Regions from separate parts of the Mus musculus genome. Here regions 2 and 3 are each linked to region 1. A link is a contact called in public HiCAR-type and HiChIP or PLAC-seq data. All regions are on one chromosome and are shown on one strand. The core of a region is the stretch at or near the end of the contact, and the rest is flanking DNA. Distances in the headings are between cores, read along the strand shown. Region 1 holds the start of Setdb1 (SET domain, bifurcated 1). Region 2 holds the start of Mtmr11 (myotubularin related protein 11). Region 3 holds the start of Ciart (circadian associated repressor of transcription).

Evidence for each region. HiCAR-type assays count read pairs that join an accessible place to other places. HiChIP or PLAC-seq counts read pairs in DNA pulled down with a chosen protein or histone mark.
Region 2: a FOXA1 HiChIP or PLAC-seq map of pancreatic cancer cells shows a contact between it and region 1. The contact joins the promoter of Mtmr11 here to the promoter of Setdb1 in region 1. A contact is called at or near these places in 1 of 39 promoter capture datasets (pre-B cells) and 1 of 115 datasets of contacts at active chromatin or transcription factors (pancreatic cancer cells).
Region 3: a HiCAR-type map of astrocytes shows a contact between it and region 1, with 2.6 times the contacts expected there. The contact joins the promoter of Ciart here to the promoter of Setdb1 in region 1. A contact is called at or near these places in 1 of 39 promoter capture datasets (hippocampal neurons) and 2 of 115 datasets of contacts at active chromatin or transcription factors (astrocytes and stem cell-derived neural progenitor cells).

What each region holds. Positions count from the first base shown.
Region 1 is chr3:95,354,833-95,359,722 of GRCm38.p6, forward strand. It overlaps Setdb1 (SET domain, bifurcated 1), which reads right to left and starts at 2,370. Exons shown (of 22, transcript NM_018877.3): 1 at 2,233-2,370; 2 at 1,102-1,370. The coding sequence starts at 1,361.
Region 2 is chr3:96,159,313-96,164,202 of GRCm38.p6, forward strand. It overlaps Mtmr11 (myotubularin related protein 11), which reads left to right and starts at 2,658. Exons shown (of 17, transcript NM_181409.3): 1 at 2,658-2,946; 2 at 3,317-3,407; 3 at 3,780-3,901; 4 at 4,156-4,216; 5 at 4,356-4,498. The coding sequence starts at 2,881. Otud7b (OTU domain containing 7B) reads left to right here. Exons shown (of 12, transcript NM_001025614.1): 12 at 1-1,817.
Region 3 is chr3:95,879,228-95,884,117 of GRCm38.p6, forward strand. Ciart (circadian associated repressor of transcription) reads right to left here and starts at 3,001. Exons shown (of 6, transcript NM_001033302.2): 1 at 2,928-3,001; 2 at 1,954-2,362; 3 at 1,756-1,831; 4 at 1,408-1,486; 5 at 1,182-1,293. The coding sequence starts at 2,298. The region is part of intron 1 of C920021L13Rik (RIKEN cDNA C920021L13 gene); the gene reads left to right. It overlaps BC028528 (cDNA sequence BC028528), which reads right to left. Exons shown (of 6, transcript NM_153513.4): 6 at 4,718-4,890.

The DNA of each region.
Region 1 (4,890 bases), core at 1,120-3,619:
AGACTAGCTAGGTTTGAGGTCACTTTGGTCAATAGAGTTCATGGTCAATAGAGTTCATGGTCAATACAGTTCATGGCCAGCATGGCCTACAGAGTAAGAAACCTTTAGACAGAACAAAAACAGAACCCAGCACTCAGGAGGCAGAGGCAAGCAGATCTCTGAATTCCAGGCCAATTTGGTGTACAGAGGTAGTTCCAGGACAGCCAGAGTTACAAAGAAACGGTCTCAAAAATAAAACAAAACAAAAACAGAAACAAAAACAAAAAACAACCCCCCCCACATACAAAACACAACACAGTAACAGGAAATTATGTATATTTAAATATAGACTGTTTGCTCTACATGTTCCAAAGTACCTATTTAGAATGCTTTTCCACAGAATGTTTGTTTCCATGTAATTCTTCTATGAAACAATTTTCTAGACTTCAATTTTCCACCTGCTGTTACAAAAGTCCTAATATCTGATATTTATTATCTATGTGGCTTTGGGAACTAAGAAGACAGCTTTAAATATCAACTTCATTTTGCTGGGTGCTGTGAAACATCCCTTTAATCTCACCACTGGAGAAACAAAGGCAGATGGGTCTCTATGAGTCCAGCTCAATATGGTTTATATGGTGAGTTCTAGGGCAGCCAATTCTACGTAAAGAGACTTTGTATCAAAAATGGATGAACGAATGAAACCCCAATCAACTCAACAAGCATAAGCTAGGATCATTTCATTGCAGCTCTTAGGAGGCAAAAGTCGGCAGATCTCTGCAAGTTGCAGGCCAGCAAGATTTAGGTATTGGGATTCTGTCTCAGAAAAACAGAAAAGACAGCAACTCTACAATCTTCACTTTCTGGGGATCTTAGGAAGGAAGTTCAGTCCAGGAGGAAGAGAAGGGAATTCAAGCCTTTAACCTAACTACTGCTGATCACATAGCAGCTACCCACAGGGAAAAAGTGTTCTGTTGCAACTCTGCATTACAAACTCAGAGGAAGAGTAAGGCCCCACCTGACTGAAGTCGCCAAAGTATAAAGTGCTTAGGACAATGACAACAACAGTCACTCCAAGGAGGACACAGATGGACATTTACTTCTGCTTCCTGGAATCCCTACCTGGATGCATCATCAAACAGCCGATCAACATAAGCCACTTCAGACTCTTTCTGTAGTACCCACGTCTCCAGCTCTGCGAGCTGCTTCTTGCGCTGCTGTATGCAGTCCATCTTTTCCAGTTCCTCATCAATGTACTGACGAAGTTCCTCCATAGAGATACCCAGCTCTTCAACCACCGCCTGCTGCAGCTCAGCAATCTCTGCAGAGTCAGCTGCAGCTGGCGCTGCAGCCAAACTCATGCACCCAGGGAGGGAGGACATGCTTTGGCCCTGTGCAGGATGAACAAGAAGCGAAAACAACTCTAACCGAGGCTCACACCATTTCTGTCTCATAATCAAAAGCCTGCAAACTCTGTTCTCTCCCCTCCTCCTCCACAAGGCGATCTGGAGATTTCCCGGGGAGCCTCATCTTCTCACACAGACCCAAGCTCTGGGTAACAACTAAGAGCGGGGAGACCCTGGAGAACTCCAACACGCACCAGGGAGCTAGCTAAAACAAGGTTTCAGGAAACCGAAGAGTGCTTATCGACCAAGGAAGATACTTCTGGGAGCTACTTGTTCCTTAATTGGCTCTGTCACTACACCGAGTCTAACCGAGGCACCGGCGGCTGGAGACAGGTGAGCCGCAATGAACTAATTCCACCCGGGTTGTTTAGTCCTCCTTTTCCTCGCGGCTCTTTGCTTTCCCGTGGCAAGGTGGCTTTTAAAACCTCCTAGGGCCATGCAAGAGGGCAGCTGCACAAGGGATGGGCTTCCCGGCTGCACCAGGCCCTGGGAGTCTGCGACCAGCAAAGAAGAAAAGGGACGAAGAGAGGAAAAGTCGGACATCCCTACGTGATCAGAGCAAAAGCTTGAAGCCATGGCGACCACCCAGCAGCCACACTCGGAATAACGCGCACAGGCGCTTGGCCGCCCGGGCCACGCAGAACCGCAGCAGCCTCCAGCCTGCCGCCCTCCTGCTTTCCCGCGCCTCATCGACGCACCGCCTCACCCACGCACCGCCTCGCGCCCACCCGCAGCCGCCGCCTCAGGCCCGCCCGCCCCCGGCTCGCTCCTCTCCCGCCAAGTTCCCACACACAGCCCCAGCCTCGCACCAGCCAAGCCTCCCAGGTCCACCTCGGCCTCAGCGCACCTCAGTCCGTCCTCCCCACAACTCTGGCGCCCGACCGCAAGGGCCGCGTCTCACAACCCCGACCCCAGGTTTTACTCCAGGGCTCCGCCTTGCCAAACCCAGGCAAACTGAAGGAGAGACGGCGGGGGAGGGGAAACAGCGTGAGGAGGCAGGAGGGGGCGGGGAGCAAACCGACGGTCCGGAAGCAATAGGGAGCGTCCTTCCGGCCTCTCCGACGGTAGCCCGAAGGGACCAAATTTATTGCATAGCGCTGCGGTACAGGGGTTATGGGAATTTAAGGAGAGTATGCATGTGTGAAGTAGGGCATTTCCAGATAAGGGGCTAGTTGGACAAAGCAGGTATTTTCCGGAGTCATTTATGGAAGCTCTTCCCCTACAGGTGGCCAATATAGTTGATTATTGTTTTAATTTGAAGATTTTTTTTAGTAATAAAATTAATTTTTTAGCAAAATTAATGAGTGTTCATATAGGAAATAAGAAAAATACAAATAAACAACAACAAAAAACTCATCATTTTATCACTGAGATTGTGTAGTTTTCATCTTTCACAAGATTAAGGTTTTTTGTTTTTTGAGGTTTTTTTTTGTTTTTGTTTTGTTTTGTTTTTGTTTTGTTTTGTTTTTTTGTTTTTTTTTTTTGTTTTTTTTGTTTTTTTTTTTTGAGACAGGGTTTCTCTGTATAGCCCTGGCTGTCCTGGAACTCTCTCTGTAGCCCAGGCTGACCTCGAACTCAGAAATCTGCCTGCCTCTGCCTCCTAAGTGCTGGGATTAAAGGTGTGCACCACCACTGCCCAGCTCTCATTTCTTTCTTTGCTTCTTTCTGCCTACTCATCTTTGAATGCCATTACTTTCACAGCAGATCTGGCCAATCTCCCAGCACTGCTCACACCCCTCTAGCCTAAGAACAGCCTTACAAATAAACTGCCAAACTCAAGTACACTGTCTTCTTCCACTGTCCTCCCATAACCCTGCCTGCAAGGGTAAAGGAAGCTGAAACACAGAAATAAAGAGCAGACTCAAGAAGTGTTTTGTTGTGGTAGTTTTAACATGGGGTCGTGCTTTGTAATCTTGGATGGTCTGGCACTTGCTATGTAGACTGTGCAAAGATCTACCGGCCTCTGTTTTCTACCTGTTGGGATTAACCTGTGAGCCACCATGTCCTGCAAGGTATCTATATAAAATATATTTTTCTGTACACCTGTGTGTCTGTGTATGCATATGTGCCCATAAGTGCAAGTTGGCCTCAAAAGCCCGAAGAGAATACTGGATTCTATGGAACTGCAGTTACAGACAGTTGCCATCCAACATAGGCACTAAAATTCAAACTCAAAATAATCTGGAAAACAATAAGTGTTCTTAAATACGAAATCATTTTCCAGCCCTTGTGTGTGTTTGTGTGTGTCTTTAAGGAATCCAAAACATTTGGGCAGCCATGGCCCTCGTGTTCTTGGCAACAGAGCCCAAAAAACCGGTCCCGGAGTTTACTTACACAGCAGAGGACTTAGCCCTCATTTTCAAAGATTCCAGTCATCAGTTCAACAAAAATAAGAGACTGTGGTACACCTCTGGGGGAGAGAAAATCCTGCCACAAAGACAAGCAGAGGCTATGATCAAACAGATGCACCAGTGGACTCACCTAGGGGTAAACAAGCTTATCCAGACATTCTCCAAGACTAAGTACCATGTACCAGGGTTAAAACACCTTGTGGAGCAGGTGGTGCACAAGTGTGTGCCCTGCAAAAGTCAATGTCTACTGCACTATGGTGCATCCAGGGAAGAGGTACCCGGGAGACAGACCTGGCACCTACATGGAGGTAGACTTTACTGAGGTATGACCTGGAAAATATGTATATAAATACCTTCTGGCTTTTGTGGATACGTTCTCAAGATGGGTAGAAGCTTTTCCCTGTAAAAATGAGACTGATCAGATGGTCATTAAGGTTATTGAAGCCGGGCAATGGTGGTGCATGCCTTTAATTCCCACACTCGGGAAGCAGAGGCAGGCAGATTTCTGAGTACGAGGCCAGCCTGGTTTACAGAGTGAGTTCCAGCACAGCCAGGGCTACACAGAGAAATCCTGTATCGAACCCCCCACCCGAAGAAGGAAAAGGAGAAGAAGAAGAAGAAGAAGAAGAAGAAGAAGAAGAAGAAGAAGAAGAAGAAGAAGAAGAAGAAGAAGAAGAAGAAAATTTTCCAAGGTTCAGAGTGCCAAAAGGCCAAAAGCAATAGTGTCAGATAATGGTCCTGCCTTTGTTGCCCAGGTAAGTCAGGGCATGCCCAAATATTTAGAGGTCGAATGGAAATTATTGTGTGTACAGACCTCAAAGCTCAGGACAGGTAAAAAGGATAAATAGAACCCTAAAAGAGACCTTGACAAAAGTAACCATGGAGACTGGCACAGACTGGGTGGTGCTCCCCCCTTCATTTAGAACCAGAAATACTCTCTCTTGATTCAGTCTTACTCCTTTTGAGATCCTTTATGGGGCTCCCACACTCCGCACTGTCTTAAATGATGTGATTGAACACACATGTTGTTGTAATAATTATCTGTATGCTAGGTTAAAAGACTTGCAGGTGAGGCAGAAGGAAGTCTGGTTACAACTGGCTGCAGCAAAGATCTGGGTACCCCAAAGACATCTCACCAGTTCCAGGTCGGAGAT
Region 2 (4,890 bases), core at 1,408-3,907, 800 kb after region 1:
TACATTAAGTGCAATTACTCTTTATAATCCAGGGCATCTGGGGTCCTACTAAAGTTTTAACGGAGAGAGATCTTCAGGGTTCTTATTTTCCTCCTTTCCACTCTCTCCACCCTGCATCCTCTGTACCATCCCCAACTTAAAGCCAGTACACCAGAGGGCTGACCTCCAAACCCCTTAACTCAGGCTGGCTTAACTGGGCAGTGGTGGCTCACACCTTTAATCCCAGCACTTGCCAGGCGGATTTCTGAGTTCGAGGCCAGCCTGGTCTACAGAGTGAGTTCCAGGACAGCCAGGGCTACACAGAGAAACCCTGTCTCGAAAAACCAAAAAAAAAAAAAAAAAAAGGAGAATTGAAAAAGGGTTTCCTCATACTGCAGTTTGTAAATGATATAAATTATATCTTTTTATTTAGTTTTTAAGATGCAATTTCTAAGAGTGAGGGATGGTGTTAAGCTCCATGCTGTGCCTTAAAATAGAAGTACCTTCCCTCTCCATAGCTTTCCAAAATCCATAGACCAGTAAAGCAGAAATGACCATGGCTTTATATTGTACACTTGGGAGGTGATCCCGAGCCGAGAACAGAGCCCGTTCTCTGAGATCTTGCTCTTGCTGTTCTTCCTTTCACTCCCATGTCCAAGGTTCCAGGCACTTTATTTTTCTTTCAATAAAGGAGCATTTGGGTAATGATTGTCTATGAGTTACTCAGACACCTCTGACTGGACTGTGTCCTCTTTTTCAAAGAGGCAGTACCCAGCCACATAGCCATAGGCAAGAGGACAGAATTAGAAGCCATTATCTGCTCTGGAAACATACATACCCTGGATTCTAATATTTTCTTCTTGCCCTCAACCTGTGTGGACTGCAGGCTCAATGAGTCACACAGGCACTCGTGTCTGAATATCTTGTGGATACCCAGTCACAAGTTATTGTGTATTGCCTCCTGTGCTTAAGCTGTTTAACAAAATACTATCATGCTTCCATGTACAATTCCTGTGCCCTCTCCTTCCCTTGGCTGTGTGAGTTGGGGGTAGAGGAAGTGATAGAAGCTGTCTAAGCAGTGGGGTGGGAAGGACCTTGGCCTCTTTCTGTGTTTATAACTGGATCTGTGATTCATCCTGTGAGTCACTCAGCTCCACCTTCCTCCTCCAGCTACCCCTCCCAGCAGCCCTTGCTCCTGGCACAAACCTATAACCAGAGCGAGGGTCTGAAAATGGAAAAATCTGACACAGCTCCTTGCCTCTCTATCCCCTTTCCATCCAGTGGACATCTATCTGCATTTGTGCTGCAGGTGGTGAGAGTCTTCCTGTTAACCTAATCCTCAACTGCAGCCCCTTTGTGCTTCTGGTTAGGCGATGATCACATCACTTCTCTCCGTCCTGACCATTCCCTCTATATTCTGCTGTTCCCATACCTCAAGATATTAAAGAACAGAATGAGGCTTTCGGAGGAAAGTGGTGGGGAGAAGAAAAGTAGGTCATGGGATTTTGGCACACCTGTTCCTAAGCTGTTCCTTACTACATACTTTATTCCAGAAGCATTGAGGTGTGTGGTGGGGTGGTGGTGACCAGCAGTCTTTAGGACTTCTACAATCAGGCGTCTAGACCAGCTTGCTAGCAAGTACATACCTGTTTGTTCCAGTCTCTGCTCATGCTAGTTCACTATTTCCACAGTTGCAGCCAACAAAGAGAACTTTGGAAGCTGAGGCTGGAAGGATGTGTGCTGTGGGGAAGGGAGTGTTGAATGTCACGGCCCCCACCTAAGGATTGCTGCCTCTGTACAGACTCAAAAACAATAAAACAGCAGCTCATTAACACCTATTTTGTATTTCATTTCCTGTCTTCTCCGTGTTGAAACATGCTGCCCTCAAGCTGCCCTCCTTAGCATCTCTGTTCAGTGCCCTACAGCCCCATCTTTGCTTTTTAAATTCAGCAGGGAAGGAGGGGGAAATGTGATCCTGGAGCTGAAAAGAGTTTTCCAGTCCTTAGCTTTCAAAGTCCAGAACATGAATCATTCATTAGGAGATCTGGTGACTGGGTTGGAGGGGCGGAGTCATGTACCTGGGGCTGGGCTTTCCATAGGAATAGGTGGCTGCGGGAGTGGGGAGGTGCGCTCGCCGGGCGCAAAGGCTGGTTTAGATATACCACGATCTTTTTCTGGGTTTTCTAGCTCCCGCCCCACTGCCGAGATTTGCACACCAAAATACCTGTGCTGTGTCTGCATCCCAGACACACCAATTTCCGTCCACTCCATTCTGCCCCTGGGCCTGTCACGCTCTCCAGAAAAGGACACAAGGTTCAGTTCCCTTTATGTCCCCTTCTCAACCCGTTAGGTTGTCAGAGGAGGCTGAAAATGAACAAAATCACAAAACCCATGAATAAACGAAACCAAAATAACTGAGTTTCCTAGTGTTTCATCTCTCATTGAAAAAGTATAGAGAGCTAGCCCAAAATGTTTTCATTTAACTACTGCTCCCCTCGTCACACCCACTAATATTCACGAACAGAAAGAGACTAAAATGTGGATGTGGGTTAAGGGAATCTGGGTATCCCCAGTTCCCCCATTCCTCCCATCTTTCTTAAGCTCCTCCATTTCCTTTCTACTTTGAAAAAAAAAATTGCGTATTCTCCTTTAAGGGGCTGGGCATCTTGCCTGTTCTCTTAGAGTCACCGAAGTTTCCAAAGAGCCTCCCCTGTCTGGGCAGGACACACCTTTCAAATAAGACCCCTGGAACTGTGCTCCTGGTATCCGAAATGCCGCTACCGCTGCGTCCTCCCCAGCCTCTTTCTCCCCACCTCTAGGATTTAGCCTCTCCCCAAAAAGAGCCAGCATCTTTGAGGACTCCCACCCTTAGCTGCTCTACTCCCGGATGGAGCCAGGGAAATGTGGTGGGGGGGCCGGGGCCAGAGTTTCAACATTGCCCCCCAGAAGGAGGAGCCAGAGATGGGGGTAAGGAAAAGGAATGGGAGGGTAGCTAACAAGAGAGTGTGAATGGGATGCTGTGGAAATTAAAGGGGAAGGAAAGGATTCAGAGGAGGAGGGTGTATCTGTTTTATCAACTGTTATGGAGCTCGTCTGCCTTTTTCAGTCTCGAGTTGTCTCATTATCCATTAACCAGCCCCTCCTTGTCTTGTCTGCCAGCCGCAGTCAGTGATCTCAATTTCCCTGAGAGGAGAGGAGAGCAGAGCAGAGAAGGGGGGGGGGGGGGGGGGGAAGAACCCGAACAAATGAACTCAATGCGGGTCTCCAAAGGCAGCTACTGGAGAAATCCCAGATTCTGAGTTTAGGGGGTCCCAGATTAACTCTCTCCCCTGCTCAGCTCTCTGGACCGAAGTCTAACCCAGGGAACAGGATGCCGGAGCCCAGCAGTCATCAGCTTGGCAGCTGCCTGGCCTCTGGTTGTCTCCCAGGTAATAAAATGACCTCTCTAGATTCCTTTAAAAGTCTTCCTACCCCATCCTTTTTTGTTTTCACCAAAGATACTCCCTATTCCTTTCCTCGAAGTGTTTCTGAGACTCATTCTCCTGCCTCCTTCCTCAGAGCTTGTGGAAGGCCTGGACATTGTTCATTCTGCTTTCTCACCCCGGCTACCACTTTTCTTATTAACTATCCAAAGACCAGTGAGTGTATATGTGCCACGTTCTATGCAGGGTTTTAGAAGTTAAAAAAAAAAGTCTATTCTTTTCCTTCAATTTTACATCTAAGGATAGACGAGTAGCCACATAGAAGTGTGGGGCAGCATTGGGGATAGTTAGACCTTTGCTTCTCTTTCTCCCTTTTAGGGGAGCATATCCTAGCATGGGCACCAGGACGAAGGAAAGGGCCAGGACTAGACCTGCCTGGAACTCTGATCTGCACTAACTTTAGGGTAACCTTCCAGCCTTGTGGATGGCAGCGAAAGCAGGTGAGGTGATTAGTGTAATAGAAAAGCTTGGTGCGGTGTCCCAGCAGTTGGGGGGTGGGGCGTTGAGATGGAAGACCATGAGAGTTCCAGGCTAACCTAGGCTACATAGCAATGCTCTGTTTTTCTTGTGAATGTATCAGTAAATGGTAGAATTATTTCTATGGAAGCTGCCTTCTACGGGGGAGGGGCGGAGGCAGCAAGGCAAGACAGGGATGGCTGTCATGTCTGTAGCATCAGTCTTGTGCTTCCTTTAGGATACTCCTCTGAGTAGTGAAAATGATTTTGCCTTGATCAACATTGGTCGATTAGAGGCTGGTAAGTTTGAGGGTTTGGTAAAAGGGGCATTTGAGTCTCTACCTTCTGTTCTCAGAAGACTGAGGGCTGGGGCAGGGTGGAGTGGAGGAAATGCTCCCAGAAGATCCCACGGTCACTCTACGCTAACCCTCGACTTCAGTGAGCGGCTTGTCAAGAGTGCAGCTTCTCCGTCCTGGGTCTCAGCTTAAGTTCATTCCTGAAGAGCTTCTGCTTCATGGCCGGGACTTCCGGCTGCTTCGAGTTGGTTTTGAGGCTGGAGGGCTGGCACCTCAGGCCTTCCAGGTAAGAACCCTTTACCTAGAAAAACCCTTCTCACCTAGAAACCTCAGGGTACCCTCCATGCGCCAGGGTCTCTCACCTTTTCCCACGCCACTCCACTTAAGGAGAAGAGTGACAGTCTCATGAGGGGGAGGAGCCTGAACTCTATAGTCTGGCTCTGTTAGTTATGAGCAGCAGTTAACTATGGGTTTTTACCTCTGCAAAATGGGGAGAGTTGGATAATAGTCCTAATTAATTCCCAACTTAATATTCTATGAGTCTGTGGTTTTAGATTTGTTCCTTTGGCCACAGCACCTACCACTTGTGGAGGTCCCCTTCTCTATCGTCCGTTTTAGCTGCTCTTCAATATTGGTGGTAAAGGTAGAGAAACACATGCTCTATTTCAACCTTTTTAC
Region 3 (4,890 bases), core at 1,751-4,250, 530 kb after region 1:
CTTGAGGACTCATTGTACAGTGCAAACAAACGTTTGTGCAACAGGTGTGTTCTGCCAGGTGATGATGAAGTAAAAATTTCAGCAATCAAGTAATGCTCCCATCTACCTAACACAAAGTTGGAGGCTACTCTGTAACAGACAGTATGAGGCTACTAGAAACAGACAAGATAAAAAGAGCCCCATGGCTCTCATTATTTATACAGTGATTCCTGTTCGACTTCTTTAAATCAAACCCAGGACCTACTAAGTGGCAGAAAAGCAGTCTCATAAACCACACCACCAGCCAGAGAAATTGAAATGACTTTAATTTAATTTTCTTTTCTTTAATTTCTGTGTGAAAGGTCTCATTTCCCGTGTTTAGTTCTTTATGAGGCATGATCCTGTTAATCTTTCAGTCAGTCATTTTCATATCACTAGAAGCTTTAGTGGATTTAGCTGGGCATGATGATGCACACCTTTCATCTGAACACTCGGGAAGCTGAGGCACATGCATCTCTGAGTTTAAGGCTAGCCAGGTCTGCAGAACAAGTTGCAGGTCAGCCACTACACAGAGAAACCCTGTTTTCAAACAAACAGGAAAGGAAAGAAAAGAAAAGGAAAGGAAAGGAAAGGAAAGGAAAGGAAAGGAAGAAAGAAAGAGAGGGAGAAAGAAAGAGAAACTCACTATGTAAGGTTTAAAGTTATGTTGATAGAAGTCAAAAGATGGAGAGGGGGAGGGTTTTGGGGGGAGGTCAAGAAGAGAAAAATGGAGGCATCTTCTTGTGAGTCATTTGGCCAGATTAAAAGCCTTCTGTAAGCCAGGTATGGTGGTGCATGCCTTTGATCCCAGCACTCGGGAGGCAGAGGCAGGCGGACTTCTGAGTTAGAGGCCAGCCTGGTCTACAGAGTGAGTTCCAGGACAGCCAGGGCTACACAGAGAAACCCTGTCTCGAAAAAAACAGAAAAAAAAAAGCCTTCAGGAAGCAGACAGCTTTGACAGGAGGGCAGGGGTAAATTTCGTGAGATCTCAACAGAATAGAGCCAACATCGAGACGAAATCTAAAACTCACAGTAATGTGCCAAGTCAGACAGACAGCCCTTCCCTGGGAGGGAAAAGGGAAGGCACCTGGAAGGGAGACGTTCTCCAGACAGTCGGGGCCTGGGTCTTCTCCCAGTCTCTCCCTTGGTCTTTAGGGGCATACCTTGCTTATCTGGTGCCGGCTACCTCCTGAGGATGACTTCTGGGCAGCTATGTGAGGAAACCAAGTCTTTAACATCCCTTCCACCTGCAGCAAGGTTCCTAGATAACGTTCTCTGTGAAAAAAAGGATATTTTAAAAGTCAACTATGAAAAAAGAAACAGGGAGAACTGTACAGGCCTCCCTCAATAAGATACTGAGGAGGGAATGAAGGAAAGAGGGAGACTCACCCCATCTGAGGCTTCTGTAAAACACCCACTATGCGCTGGATCCGGTCCATGGCCACACTCTGTTGGAAGCTACTTAATCCTAGGGTGAAAGAGGGAGGGTGATTAGAGGGCGTGGGATGTACACAGCTCAGCTGTAGGTTCACTCCCAGCATTGAGGGAAACAGCAGAGGTGGGGACTGAGGTAAATGTAAAGGAAATACAGAGACAGATGGGGTTCAAATGAATTCACATGAAGAAATTAAGTTACAGATGCAAACAGAATAGCCCATGCCCCAAAGAGAAATGTAAGATTTCACTCAGAGAAGGGGGGCTACCCCCAGAAATATAATTAATTAATCAGATTATTACCTCTGTCAAAGCGACCCATCTTGAGTCCGTTCAGTAGGTCTGTGAGGGGCCGTATGAACCCTTGGAGTTCTTTACACTGTAGAAAAACAGCACAAGACTTTGAGACCAGCAGTGGTTTTTCTGCTGTGATGTAACTGGCAGGTCCTTGTCAACCAATTAGGTGTTTGCCACTGCACTATCTTTTCTGCTTTCTGTTACCTTTTGAGCAAAGAGCAGATCTCCCTCTGTAGTACATCCTTGGGTGTTCAGACTCGTCTCCTGTTCACCGTCTCTTGATCTCTTGACTTCAGATCCTTGCTGTTCCAGATGAGGTGCTGTATGTTGGTTACTAGAAACCCTGGGTCGATGTCTGCAGCGGATAGGGCCTGGACTGGGCCTGGAACCTCCTCTCTGACCCACAGTGTCTGGCCTGAGCTCATGGGTGCCCTTGCCCTCCCTCTCGTTATCAGAAGGGAAGCTAAAGTCACTGTTCACAGAGGACGTGGAAAATGATGGGGAGAGGGAGGAGGAGGAATAAGAAGAAACACTAGATGGAGAATCCATAGGTCCAGGAGCAGGAGAGGGGCTGAAGAGCAGCTCCCGTAGTACCAAAGATCAGAACCTGCAACTGAAAAGCAAAGCGAGGGAGTCTGAAATCAGAGTCAAAGAATTAGGAAAGGGACTGGGAGACTGGGGCATTCTAAACAGAGTAACATGGTTTTCGCTTTGTTTTATTGTTTTTCCGTTCTCAATAGAAACAAGAAAGAAAGGAAAAAAAAAAAAAACTTGCTCTTCCAGCCGCATTCAAAATCTAGACCGCCAGCCCACACAGAGCTCTTGACCCTACACAGCCTTTCTTCCCTTGGGTGAATAACCGACTTTACACCTTCCCCTCAGCCTGCAGTTCTGGGCTGTTCCCGGCCAGACCTCATAGGGAGCCTATCGACCTAAAAACGACACCCGCTAGAGGCTGCTCTGCGCACCAGAACCCACCTCAGGTCCCTAGAGTTCCGGCCCCATAGACACCCGGCTCCACCGCTTTCGCATCCTTCACCATCAGGTGCACTGCGCTGGTCAGTCTACGGTCGCGCCTGCCAGGTGATGCAATACCTCCCAACACCCCGATCTGCGGTCTTCCATGCCCACCCCATCCGGGTCGTCTTCCGGAGAGCGCTTGGCTCTCGTCCGCTTACCTGGGTCTGTCGGTTCAGCCCCGGTCGGTATGCAGCTTCTTCACTGTCTGTGCTGGTCTAGCCGACCCACCTCCGCCTCACTCTGTGGGTCCCGCCCCTTCCCCCTCCCAGACACGTGCGGTTCTGCACGTGCCTCCCCCTGCGTACACAGACCTTGTGCTCTCATTGGATAGCTTACCGGCAACACGTGACTCTAGATGCAGACGCTCACAGCCCATTTGCTACGGCACGCGGGGGCTCGGCCAATAGAGAGGCAGCCAAGTGGTGATTGGCTGGAAGGGAAGCAGTCCATGCTCCGCCCGTACATGCGGCTCCTCGGGTGATAAAAAAGGAGGATGGAAAAAAGTGAAAATTAAGGAAGGGGCGGAAAAGGGTGGAGCTCATAGCCTTAAATAGGACAGCACTGCGCGGGAGACGCACGGCTGGAGTGTACAGAGCGGGGCCGAGCCACGGAGGTGGCGCCTCGGGACGTGGGCCCCTCTGAGCGCCTCCGCGCACGGGCGCAGCACGTGGGAGCCCTCAGCAACTCGTGTCCGCAACGTGTGTGACAACGGACGTGTGACGCCGGGCATCCGTTCCCTTGTCGGCGGCTCGCCCTCGTGACTCCCCACTCTTTCATCCTCCCCTCCTCGCCACCAAGTTGGGTGCCTCCTGCCCTGCTGGGCGAGGAGGGTGGGGACTGCGGCTGGAACACCGCGTCCTCTCCGGGGCTCCCGCCGCGCAGCTTCTCCAGCCGGTTCTTACATAACTTGCCACGCACGTTCCCAGCTCGGATGCCAGCCCGCCAAGATTCTAGAGGTCATAGCCGAACTTGTCCCTGACTTTTCTGCCCCGGGCCCTTCGGACCCTTCACTCAGAATTCTCTGATTCTCAGTACTGGGAACAGAGCAGAGTAGATCTTTGCTCCTCAAGCTTATGGCTTTATCTGGCTTCAGTTTATTTGTTCCTGGGAGAAAACTGGGGAAACGTTGAGGAAGGAAAAAAGCGAGTCAAGAGTTTAGAGAGTCACCAACAGACCTTAGCATCCCTTGCACCAAGTCACTGTAAAAGGAAACGATGGCGAGGAGGACCCTGTCGACTGAAGCAGAGGAGTCGCAAGGGGGCACTCTAGTTCTGATTAGGGTCGAGAGAACAGACACTACCACCCCCCCACCCCCCCAGTCTTACTAAAAGAAAAGTTGGACAGGGATCTAAGTCATGGTTTGGAGAACGTGTGGTTATTTTAAATATGTTCTAATGCTTTTTTACTTATATTTAGCAATGTGGTTATTTTAGAAAAAGGAAAAGGATTTCTAAATTAAACCTCAGCACTGTTTCCCCAAACACAATTTCAAGACAATATCAAATAAAATATAAGTAATCTAGATGTGGTGGCTCATGCCTTCTGTAATCCTGAGGGATGGATGCAAGGAGATCAGTTCAAGACCAACCCGAGCCACATGGGACCCTCAGGAAAAGAAAAGAAACAAAAATAGAGTTAGAATTACAGTCTCAGAATGAACCTGTTATCTGTGATAGTCTCTGTTCTACTCTAAACTATGTATAGGGTATAATTCCTTCTAATTAGTTGATATCTAATTCCTTCCCCACCCCACCCCCCAAGACAGGGTTTCTCCGTGTAGCTCTGGCTGCCCTGGAATTCACTTTGTAGACCAGGCTTGCCCTCAAACTCAAAGATCTGCCTGCTTCTGGTTCCCTGCCTTGTAATTCTCTTTCTAATCTGCCCTTCATGCCGCTAAATCTTGGTGTACGTGTCAGTGTTGACTTTAGAACAGACTCTCATTAAGAAGTAGGCAAAATTAATTTTTTAATTTTTTTCTTAAAAGAATTATTTATTGTATATATATATATATGTGTACACTGTAGCTGTCTTCAGACACTCCAGAAGAGGGCATGAGATCCCATTACAGATGGTTGTGAGCCACCATGTGGTTGCTGGGAATTGAACTCAGGACCTCTTGAA